4 separate regions of the Mus musculus genome follow, and all the other regions are linked to region 4. The links are chromatin contacts, called in public HiChIP or PLAC-seq maps. All regions are on one chromosome and are shown on one strand. Each heading gives the region's core, a stretch centred on a gene start, on an enhancer-like site or on the middle of the called end of the contact. The rest is flanking DNA. Distances are from core to core; before and after follow the strand shown.

The links. HiChIP or PLAC-seq counts read pairs in DNA pulled down with a chosen protein or histone mark.
Region 1: an H3K4me3 HiChIP or PLAC-seq map of embryonic limb bud shows a contact between it and region 4, with 3 times the contacts expected there. The contact joins the enhancer-like site here to the promoter of Ncam1 in region 4. A contact is called at or near these places in 4 of 39 promoter capture datasets (the 3T3-L1 cell line, 3T3-L1-derived adipocytes and hippocampal neurons), 2 of 484 Hi-C or Micro-C datasets (the N1E-115 cell line and nephron progenitors) and 9 of 115 datasets of contacts at active chromatin or transcription factors (the NIH/3T3 cell line, SST interneurons, craniofacial prominence and 6 more).
Region 2: a contact with region 4 is called in an H3K4me3 HiChIP or PLAC-seq map of forebrain, with 2.2 times the contacts expected there. The contact joins the enhancer-like site here to the promoter of Ncam1 in region 4. A contact is called at or near these places in 7 of 39 promoter capture datasets (the 3T3-L1 cell line, 3T3-L1-derived adipocytes, epiblast stem cells and 2 more), 17 of 484 Hi-C or Micro-C datasets (3T3-L1-derived adipocytes, the C2C12 cell line, cerebellar granule neurons and 11 more) and 16 of 115 datasets of contacts at active chromatin or transcription factors (VIP interneurons, astrocytes, craniofacial prominence and 12 more).
Region 3: a contact with region 4 is called in an H3K4me3 HiChIP or PLAC-seq map of embryonic forebrain, with 4 times the contacts expected there. The contact joins the enhancer-like site here to the promoter of Ncam1 in region 4. A contact is called at or near these places in 5 of 39 promoter capture datasets (the 3T3-L1 cell line, 3T3-L1-derived adipocytes and hippocampal neurons), 8 of 484 Hi-C or Micro-C datasets (the 3T3-L1 cell line, 3T3-L1-derived adipocytes, adipose-derived mesenchymal stem cells and 5 more), 12 of 115 datasets of contacts at active chromatin or transcription factors (the NIH/3T3 cell line, VIP interneurons, embryonic basal ganglia and 9 more) and 1 of 9 other capture datasets (pancreatic islet).

The regions. Positions count from the first base shown.
Region 1 is chr9:50,037,054-50,039,753 of GRCm38.p6, forward strand. No RefSeq gene overlaps it. Among named protein-coding and RNA genes, the nearest start is that of 2310003N18Rik, 190 kb to the right of the region's middle. Within about 2 kb of position 1,413, at least 10 of the 459 cell types and tissues checked have an H3K27ac peak or open chromatin away from gene starts, as enhancers often do. A contact at or near this core is called in the N1E-115 cell line and embryonic limb bud, where this site is marked.
Region 2 is chr9:49,634,571-49,637,270 of GRCm38.p6, forward strand. The region is part of intron 1 of Ncam1 (neural cell adhesion molecule 1); the gene reads right to left. Among named protein-coding and RNA genes, the nearest start is that of Gm11149, 120 kb to the left of the region's middle. Within about 2 kb of position 1,276, at least 8 of the 459 cell types and tissues checked have an H3K27ac peak or open chromatin away from gene starts, as enhancers often do. A contact at or near this core is called in VIP interneurons and forebrain, where this site is marked.
Region 3 is chr9:49,594,109-49,596,808 of GRCm38.p6, forward strand. All of the region lies in intron 1 of Ncam1 (neural cell adhesion molecule 1), which reads right to left. Among named protein-coding and RNA genes, the nearest start is that of Gm11149, 77 kb to the left of the region's middle. Within about 2 kb of position 1,438, at least 38 of the 459 cell types and tissues checked have an H3K27ac peak or open chromatin away from gene starts, as enhancers often do. A contact at or near this core is called in cortical neurons, embryonic forebrain, embryonic limb bud and 1 more, where this site is marked.
Region 4 is chr9:49,797,679-49,800,378 of GRCm38.p6, forward strand. Ncam1 (neural cell adhesion molecule 1) reads right to left here and starts at 1,391. Exons shown (of 19, transcript NM_001113204.1): 1 at 1,000-1,391. The coding sequence starts at 1,051.

The DNA.
Region 1 (2,700 bases), core at 163-2,662, 240 kb after region 4:
GGGGCTCTGGGAACTGAACTCTGATACTTATACTTGCAAGACAAGCATGTTACCTGAGCCACTTCGACAGCCTCTGCATATTTTATCACTAGTAACTCATCTCATCTCCATCACAAACCAACAGTATGGATCTAATTACTACATGCCAATTTTACAGAGAAGACAATGTGGGCTCAGGGAAGGGAACGTGCCACAAGCCACAGTCAGGAAATGGCAGCGATGGGATTTGAACTCTGGAACGTGTACTTCTATGTGATATTCCACTCCATTCTGGTTCCTACTGGCTGTCCTTCCCTGCATTATGCCTTATCTCAGCCCACCAGCCCTGCCCTATGTAGCCACTCTAGACCTGACCTCAGGCGTCCTGCAGGCAGTCTAGGGGTGGTAGAGCCCTAGAGTTTGACATGGGCCAGCCTGATTGAGACAAATCTGTGGAGTTTACCTTTGGTTCAGCTTCCAAAGGGTTGCAGTGCATATCCCCAGTCTCTGCTCTTGCTTAGCTTATGACTCATGTTCAAGCAGGGCTGTGGTGCAGTGTGTGTGTGTGTGTGTGTGTGTGTGTGTGTGTGTGTGTGTGTGTGTGTGTGTGTGTGCAACAGAGACACCTCACAGGAAGCAGGGCACAGCTCTGCATGGCCATCTGTATCAGGTCCCACAATACTCTGAAGATCTGACCACTGCCCTATGTAATTCCCTCATGGCTTCTTTTCTAGGCATAGGGGGAAACCCTCTCTCTTTTGCTTGTACACAGAAGCTTCATTTGCTGCTCTCAGAGGTTGAACTCAGCTCCACACCTCTGAGGGGTTTAGATAGAGTTAGTATTTTATAGGCACTTAGCAAAGTGTTCATTGGAACAAAGATACTTGCAGGGTTAGAATAAAATGGGCTACTCATGATTCCTTTTGTGCCAGAACACTAAATCTAATTTCTTGGGAACTGAAAGGCCAAATAGATGATTCTGATATCAATTCATTTGGACATCTGGATGTTCAACACTCTCCTGACCCTTGAAGACCCTCACTGGGGCTCTTTCTAGGAGACCATTTGGTGTGCAGGGGAGTGTTTTCCTAGGCAGAGATTACACTGTGTAGTACCCCACATCCACCTAGATTAGAGCTTACAGTTTGGCAGTACCCCTGGATATAGAAGTTAAGAGAATGGCTCATGGAGGGCGGAACTATGAGGGTGAACGGAGAAGGAGCACAGGTTGCCACTCAGCTTTCCTGGCGCGATGCCCACAGAAGGCCTTCTGCTATGCTGCCAGTGCTACAGGTCTGCTGAGCTTTAACTGCACGGGGTCCAGGAGCATCACCACAGTGGGCTCAGGGGCCTCCACGTCACACCTGCACACACTGCCGCCCTCAGCAATGAGGCTGGCGTCTGGACTCTGCCTGAGAAAATTGATTTCGATTTCCTCTTGTTCCTGTGGGGCTCGGCTGTTGTGACAGGAAGCTGAAACCTAATAAAGACAGCACTGGAGCCGCTCGGGCCCTTAGCCCACTTGAGTGCTGCATTAGGAAGGAGAGGGAACAAGGAAGAAGGAGGAGGAAGGGGAGGGGGAGGAGGAGAGACTAGCTTACTTCTTTGAACAACTGGCATGGCTTGCAGAATTCACACACACACACACACACACACACACACACACACACACACACACACACACACACGTGAGGCTGGAGAGGCAGACAGAGTTGAGAGTGTGTTTCCCAAGTGCTTCCTCAGCAGTTAGGCCTCTGAAATAGCTTTCAAAGGAGACCATCTTCAGAACAAATGACCGATATGGTCACATAGGCATCGTGCTTGTGACTTACTGTATGGCCACTGATATCTTGAATAACTTAGAAATTTATCTATGTATATCTTTATTATTTACTTATTTTTGATACAGTGTCCCATGCTGGCCTTGAACTCCTCACCTTTTTCCTTTCACCAGACAAGGGCTGGGATTGTAAGCATATGCTACCACTCTCTGAAAATTAAGGGTGTTTTGTTTTGTTTTTAAATAACTGTTTCATAACTGAAGCCTGAAGGGACCCTGTAACATGACCAAGGTTTCTCTACCATCCCCCCAACACCTGGTAGCACCCAGGCCCTGCCTAAGCTCCCTCACCCCCAGTAAACACCATCACCCTCCAGATCTGGCAGACATCTGGTGGAAGAACAAGAAGGTTAGGTTTGGATGAATAGCCCTTGAAATTTATTAAGGCTAGGCACAGAGGCAGCCACCCCATCCTAGGCTAGCAATACTACAGTGCACTTGAGGTAGGTGCCGTCTGACCACCTCTGATCCAGATACTAAGAACGCCTATTGTAAGAACTTTAGGGTCTCTACAGTCACCCACACATGTCTTGATTGAGCTCTATATGGTGATTCAACACCCAGTGAACTGAACATATTCCCCTATGCCAAGTGACCTCATAGCATGGCCTGGGCTCTTATGAGTGTCTGTGATTGCCTTAAGAACCTCATATCTTAACAGATTAAAAAGCATCAGGATGGAAGAGAAAGAGAAAGAGGGGTGTGTGCAGAGACAGAGAGGGAGAGAGAGAAGGGGAGGGGAGAAGGGGAGGGGGAGGGAGAGGGGAAGGGAGAGGGAGAGGGGAAGGGAGAGGGAGAGGAGAGGGGGAGGGGGAGGGGAGGGGAGGGGCATGGGGAGGGGGAGGGAGAACAAACCAAGGGGAAGCATGTTACAGTTTTTA
Region 2 (2,700 bases), core at 26-2,525, 160 kb before region 4:
CTAGGTACAATTAAAGAGAAGTGCTTGCCATTTGTTGGATATCTCCATGATTCTCAGCAGCTGATGACCAAAATAGGCTGGGTGGCTATCTGTGGGGCACTGGAAGAATGGAGACTTCTGAAGGTCACACTAAAATTCTATGATTAAAACACCTCTGAAAACACTGGATGATTAAATTCTGCAAGTCCCAGAGGATGTAGGGAATACATCATTCTTCAATGTTCAATCTAAAGGTCAGGAAGGCAGGTCATTTTTTAATCTCTACACCATCACCAATATTAAAATAAAAAGCACATGCAGATATAACAGTGCTATTTATAAAATTAAATAAAGCAAGGGGTTATTATTTAAACAAAACAAAGCAAAACAAAAAAACAAAAAAGCCCAGTCAATGAAATACTCAGTGGAAAAGCATGCATCTGTAGAAAGTAAAGGCTCAAACTGCAACACACACTCATACTCACACACACATACAAACACACACACACTTGCACATACACTCAAGCATACACACTTATATATACACACTCACACAAACATCTTCAAACACAGACACACACACTTACACTCACACTAACACCTACATACACACAAATATACACAGACATGTACACTTAAACACATTGACACACTGAAACACACATACACACTCACACAATCAAACACACACTCACACACACTCACACAATCATCTTCAAACACAAACATAGACATACACACACTTACACTCACACCTACACACACTCAAATACACACAGATATGTACACTCAAACACACTCACACACTCAAACACACATACACACTCACACACACACTCACACAATCAAACACACTCACACATGCACACACACAATCTCTCTCACACACACTCACACAATCTCTCACACACAAACACACACTCAAAAACACACTCACATGCACATACAATCTCTCACACACACAATCTCTCACACACAAACACAAACACACACTCATACACACACACACAATCTCACTCAAACACACTCTCACACACACTCAAACACATTCACATGCATACACACTCAAACACACTCACACATACATACTCAAACACACTCACACAATCAAAAACACACACACACACTCAAATACACACACACACACACACACACACACACACACAAACTCTGTCAGTCTCTACAAATAGCGACAGGGCTCTCGTTCTTGCCATTTGCTAGTCCATCCAGGGCACTGAGATGCTGGAGACATAGGCGACACTGTGCCTCCTGGGCCTATGATGACAGAAGCCCATGAGTCCTGCTCCACCACAGATGCTGGACTGAGATAACCAAAAAGAATAGGGGATTCGGAGAGCAGCAGCTGGGCCAGACAAATCTAAGTCCCCACCTGCTGCTGTTTTCCACATTCGTCTCCCAAGCCTGATACCCCAGCTATGTAGAAAGCTGCCAGCATGTGGAGAAATTAATCAATGTGTGTGGGGGTAGTGATCCATGGTCCATTTTATATTCTTTCTATAAACACATTTGCGTAGCACAGAGGCAGCTGAGCTGAACGGCGGTGGCTTTGGAGCTCTCTGCTGTAATCACCCGTACGCCTGGGACTCACGCAGTTCTTGCTTCTCTTATCTTAGATTTTTTTTATTTATTTTTATCTCTTTACAGTAAAGCTGGCATTGGAAACTAATTAGACATGTCTGGGTTTGTGTGTGTGTATGTTTAGCATTCTCTTTATGCAAGGAGACATCTACTTTGTATTTCTATCTTGTCTCTTCCTTGTCTTTGTTACTTTTCTTTCTGTCTGAACAGAGAGCAAGAAGGATTTCTGAACAGGACTGATCGGATGTGCTTCAGGGCTCGGGGACATACTCATAGTCGATCCAAGTGTCCCTTTCATGGGAGAACAACCTTGATCCCAAACTACACTGTGGATTAAGGAAGTGCTCTTGAGAATATCTAATTCCCCATTGTGATTTCCTTCAAAGTTCTAATTAGTTGTGCACAGTAATGAATTCTGTAAATTGCAGTGTTTCTTTGAAAGCTTTTTAAGGTATAGAAACCTCCAACAGTGTGGTCTGCCAACAATCAGTCTTTGAAGAAAGTCATTTCGGAATGCAGGCTTCATATTTTGGGAGACTTTGCACATCTTAGAAACAATAACAATGTTAAGTCTCAAATTAATATTTGTTGCTTAATGCCACCAAAATGTCAGATGAGTGAGTAATCGCGCAGTCTGTACATAATGTTTATTTGCTTCTTTTTGGAAAGGCCAGAAATATAAAGGAGAATTCAAGTCAAGAAATGTCTTTCAACAAATGTATTCTCAGAGTATCCATTTTAAAATAACACACCACTAGGTCTATAACTGTCTTCTTCTAATGGTCAACAAACAGCTGGGTTTCTAGATAACACAGAGAACATAAAATATTCATGTTATTTAAGCCATTTCTGCATCTTACTCATATTCTTTGATTTGCTGGTCTTGAGGGGAAAGAAACCATGACCAGTGCTTAATCCACTCGTGTCTCCTCAGAGGAAATTCTCTCCTTGCCTCCTGTTAGGCCATTTTAGGGGCTGTAAAGCTACCCCTCACCCCAGCTTATTTTCTTGTCTTCTCATTCATTCTTGGTCTTAGTTGCACTTCACATTCCACAGAGGAGCCCAAGATTGTCTTCCAGCTTGCCCATGCTATTCGTGATGCTCTCTAGACGCCCTTTCTCT
Region 3 (2,700 bases), core at 188-2,687, 200 kb before region 4:
CTGGTAAACTCTATTAAGCTTCCATCAACTCCTCGTGTTGCATTAGAGACCCGAGTCAACCTTTTGACAACAACTGTAAAATGTCTCCAGATGGTTAATACAACACATTAAAGTTAGTATTCAAAGGCTCAGTCGGTGGAAGAAATGCCAGTCTCCCACCCAAGTATGACATCACCCGGCAGTTTTATTGCCAAGGTAGTTTGGGAGACTTTTATTTTGTAGGGATTGCAAAAAGGAAGCCTTTTGGCCCTCAAACATGTAAACTTCACACATACATAACCTCTTATATTCCCCGAGGGTGGTGATAGAGTTGTTGGCAGGCTTGGAGTAAAAGAAAATACAAGCATAGTACGCAATGTTCTCCCAGCGTGGGTGGAGCTCACACAGAAGCAGCTTCTGGCTGGGATCCCCCACTCTAAAGTCCTTTCCCTACTGTATCTTTTCTCTTCAAGATCCCCTCATTTCTTTGTTTTCATGAAAATTTTAACAGTGGCTGGCTTCTCTAAGCTGCATGCAAATTATAATTTATAATATGTATAATATATGCATACAATATATAAAAAACACATTCTATATAAAAATGTTCACATTTCAGATGCTCAAAGATATTAAAATTTGTTCCAGCAGTCAGAGGTTGAAGGAGGCAGATAGAGAACACCCTGTGCCCCCACCACACACAGGAGAAGCTGGAAAACAGGTCATGACGTGACCATCTCCTGCGCACATGAAACCCCCATTCCAGGAGCCACGGCTGCATCTGTTGACATCATACATGTAAAAAATCACTACTGCAGAGTCAATTTTTTTTTCATCAAAGTCTCCCCAATTTCTTTTGTAACATGCAAAAAAACCTTTCTGCTCAACTCCCTTGCACTCAGAACTGAGCAAAACTGTGACTGCTTAGAATTCCTGGCGTTTGATGGGAGAAATAGAGTCTTATCTCTGAGAGAACTGTCAGCACGTGCTAAGGATCAGCCCTTGGACAGGAGGTGCCAAGGGGCTGTGTGTCTAACAGGGTCTCTGCAGGGAGGTTGAATCCCAGCCAGAGTCTCCTCATTGCCTCCAGATTGCCAGCACATCTTCAGAGGGGAAGATGCATTTATATACATAGAGGGTTGTATACAGGATTCTTCTGAATCGCCCAGATAAAAGCTGACCTTAATAACAGTGCATTGTCTAGTTAAAAAAACATTATTTTTGCACAGGGTGCACACATTCACACTAAATCCATTGTGACAACGGTAAGGGCTGCAGACATCCTGATTGTAAATGTCCAACACAAAAGAATAATTTGGGTAAGTGGGAATGGACATGTAATTACTCAGAAACAACAAAAGGGAAGAGAAAGATCTCTCTCTTCTCACTGTGCAACTCTACCATGGCTGTAGCAGCTCACTACCCAGGGCAGGTGGTTCAATAATGTCCACCCAGGGCCAGTGAAGTCAGCGCCTCCCTATCCTGAGACGGGGCACTGAAGACTAAATCCGGGAACACAAGCCTGCAGCTAGAGGAGAATGAGCCTGGATGGAGGTGGCCTCCCTCACCCCCACAGCTTTTGTAACATACCCTGCTGTTTCTATAAGCTGTGTGTTCCAGGTACCGTGTTAATGTTGGTCATATATTTTCCCACCCCCATAGCTAAACGCTCACAAGCTTGAAAAATGTATGCGGACAAACGGCTGCTCTTAAAACGGTGGAGATCAAGCATGCAGTCACTTCCCCGGCTGGCTTCCCATTCCAGCCCACTGTGCATGGGCAATCCGCCCTATCACACAGGCTCCTTCTTCCTGAGCTATTAAGGCTGAAGTCCAGTGAAGCAATTCAAATTAGACCCCAGGTATGTGGAGATCCTTGACGTATCTATAAATATTCAAATCAGGGCTTCGTCTTGGCAGAATTTTTCTAATTAAAATTTCATTCAAATTAAATCAGCCACATTTTGACAGACATGGGAGACAAAAAGCTTTCTGGTTTCAGGAGCCGACCCCCAACAACTAATCAAAAACATGGTTACTGCAGCAAGAGCAGAGAAGGCTCAGTTCCTCTATAGCAGTTATGTGTGGGTAGGGAAGGGTGGCTTCTCAGGGTCACGTCACTGTAACACTGTTACTACCTAAGATTCTAAAATTCCTGATAGAGAGGCTTAAAAATATACATGTGGTACACTTTTAAGCTTTATATTTTATTTCTGTCTGTCTCTGTGTGTCTCTATGTGTATGTGTGTGTGTATGTGCACATGTGCACACATATTTATGAATATGAGGATGTGAGAACTGGGAGTCTGATCTTCTAGGGCAGGAGTCACAGGTGGTTGTGGGCTCCTTCATGGGGGCACTGGGAACTGAGTTCTAATCCTCCCCTAAAGTGGCAAGTGCTTAACCACTGGGCCATCTCTCCAGTCTTCCCTATTTTCTTTCACATGCAGTATTTTTGATGAGTGGAACCTGACAACATCACGGGGAAAACGACTCCACATCATCTGCAGTTCAGTTAGTTCCAGATTAAACCTCCAAAACACAGCTGTCATGCTCAAATTTGCAAATACAGATACAAATTGCCTTTTTATAACGTCAGACTTGTAAAAGGCAAACGAAATAGACAATGCAGCACTTAGAACATTTCCATCTAAGAGAGAGAGAAAAAAAAAACCTCCAAGATCCAAGACAAAATACCTACTTTTCATGGTAAAACAGCTTTATT
Region 4 (2,700 bases), core at 141-2,640:
CGAATGCTAAGGATCTCTGGGCGGTGGCACAGCCCTCGCCACCCGCGACAGCGTCGCTACGGTCTTTCTCCCGAGCTCCCCATTGTTCACACTTTGCCAGGATCAGGAATATCGCCCAGAGAAAGGAAGAGGTGTCTTGGGCAGCTGGCTACCTGCCATTCTTCGCTGGCACCGTGCAACCCTAGGCTCTCGGTGCGTGTAAAGGCACACGCGCGCACACGCGCGCGCACACACACACAACCAGGCAGCCCCGATCACGCCCTCCTCACCCTCCGCCCCTCTGCACTTCCTCCTGTCAAAACGCGGCGCTGGACCCTCCCATCCCTCCGTGCTCCCGGCCGAGGGCAGGTTTTGCAACTACCCAGCAATTTGGCAAATGAAAAACTAACGTCATTTGCACGGGGGTGCAGGAACGACCACAGGGCCCTGCGGTGCTGCCGGTGGTTGCCCCATTTTGCAAACCGTTATTCGGGGCGGGGAAGACGGGGGAGTAAGCGAAGGCTGCAAGCCTCACTTTACCCCAGCCCGGGACATAACGGTGGGGGTAAAACTGCCCCAGCCTTATTGTTCACTCTTCTCGAAGCTTGACAAACACCTCTAGGTGAAAGATGAGCCTGGGGGGCGACACCACCCGAGCCACGCATCCGCCACCCGCCTTCGGGGAAGGGGAAAGCAGCGCTGCCCATCACGGCAGCATCCCGGTCCCCATACCCCTGTCCCACCTCCGCGGGCACACAAGTGGGAAGGGCGTGCGCGGCCGCCACTGAGCGGGGAGGCAGCCGCGTCCAGCGCCGTCCCGGAGGGCACGGGTTTGGCTGGCCAAGCAAGGACGATACGATGCGCTCCCTTCTCAGCTCAGTGAAAATGCTGTCTTTGCTTTACACACAAAACCAGCCAAAAGAACCGGGCTTCTCGGGGATAGGGAGAGAAGACAGGGGCAAGCGGACAATTAACAGACCCGATGTAGATTTTTTTTAATTAAATTAAATTAAAATGTACCTGCAGTTCCCAGGAAAAACAAAGTCCAGATGAGATCCTTAGTTCGCAGCATTGTAAACTGCCGGCTGGGAGGGATGTTCTGGCCGCGGTAAATTCAGTGCCTTCCCCTTGCAAGCGACTGTGGACGGCGGCGGAGCAATGGACCGAGGAGCAGACAATTGCCAGGCTGGGTATGATTATTTTTGCAGAATTGTTTCTTGCCAGCCACTGCCGAGCTGCGTTCACGCGCTGAGCGGAGAATGAGTGACAGTCCCAGCCTCAGCACACTCGCAACTCGGAGATCCCTGCGCTGGCCCGGGTTGGCTTTGATGGAACTGGGGATGCGAGCGACGGGCGGGGGGCGGAGGTGAGAGCCTCACTGTGTCCTTCCACCACGCCGACCACAAATAGTTCCTAACATCCAGGAGGTAAGAGACAGGGGAGGCAGATGCGGCTGCCTGTAAAACGCGGCCTGGAGTTACCAAGGGAGCCGGGCTCTTTCACAGGGAACCTTCCAGGCAGAGCTGGGATTTCTTTTCACCCTTTTCCTTCATTCACGTCTTTGGAGATCATTCTGCCCTCCGGCGTTCCTTAATCAGGAATTTGAACGTTTTTAATAATTAGGGGGAAAAAGAATTTTAGATTCGGTTCGATTTTCAAAGTTGTGGACACCCCCCCCTCCAGTTTAGTTACTAAAGTCCTTGCAATAAAAAGCATATGGCTGCTTCTGCTTCTTCTTCTTCTCCTTCTTCTCCTTCTTCTCCTTCTTCTCCTTCTTCTCCTTCTTTTCCTTCTTTTCCTTCTTTTCCTTCTCCTCCTCCTCCTCCTCCTCCTCCTCCTCCTCCTCCTCCTCCTCCTTCTCCTTCTTTTCCTCTTCCTCCTAAGAGAAGGAAATTGGAAATTTGGAGAGAGCTGAGGGCTGTGGAGGTTTGTTTTGTTGTTTGTTTTCTCCTGGCTATGAAGTTCATCTTCCCACAGAGGGAGCAACTCACAGCAGCACAACTCAGATCTCAGAAGTAGGGGGTGGGGAAGCCAGTCAAAAGAAAATGCAGAGCCATTTATAAGTAATATTCAGGAATAACCAGAAACTGGTATTGGGATCCTCCCTCTCTCTCCCTCCTTTGCCCTGGCTCTTCTGTGTGTATTAAGGCACAGGAGCGACAGCAAGCATCCTCCTTCAGCGGGAGACCTCCACTCTTAAGGCTATGAAAATACAATATGACTGAGATATCAACACAAAGACTTCCATTAATCAAGCAGCCTTGTTTGTTAAAAGAGGGGATGGGAACATAGTGAAATCAACACTCTTTAGCACCTGAGTGGGGCTTGAGTTGTGCAGGAAATACAAGTGAGGGTGCTCCAGAAGTGGCTCTGCTCAGTGAAGCCCTCTGACAGACCAAAGAGCCAGTTCACACACAATCCCAAGCCCTGCAATGTTCTTTAAAGGGCAGACTCCTTGATGCTTTAGCAGTCAGAAAACCCACCTTCTGCTAGCTGACCAGTCACCATCCAGCTCTCCTTTCCTCTGTATAATGTACCCAGTCCTATCACATGCTGCGGGTTCCAAGGATCCATGAGAAGCAGTCTGTCTCCCAGGAATCTTTCATGTTCACTTTTTAAATTTTTGCCTTATGGTGATTATAAACAATTCAAAAATACAGAAAAGTAAAAAGAATATCTCTTTGCCCCAGATTCTAAAGATAGCCCAATTTTTCTAAGTTG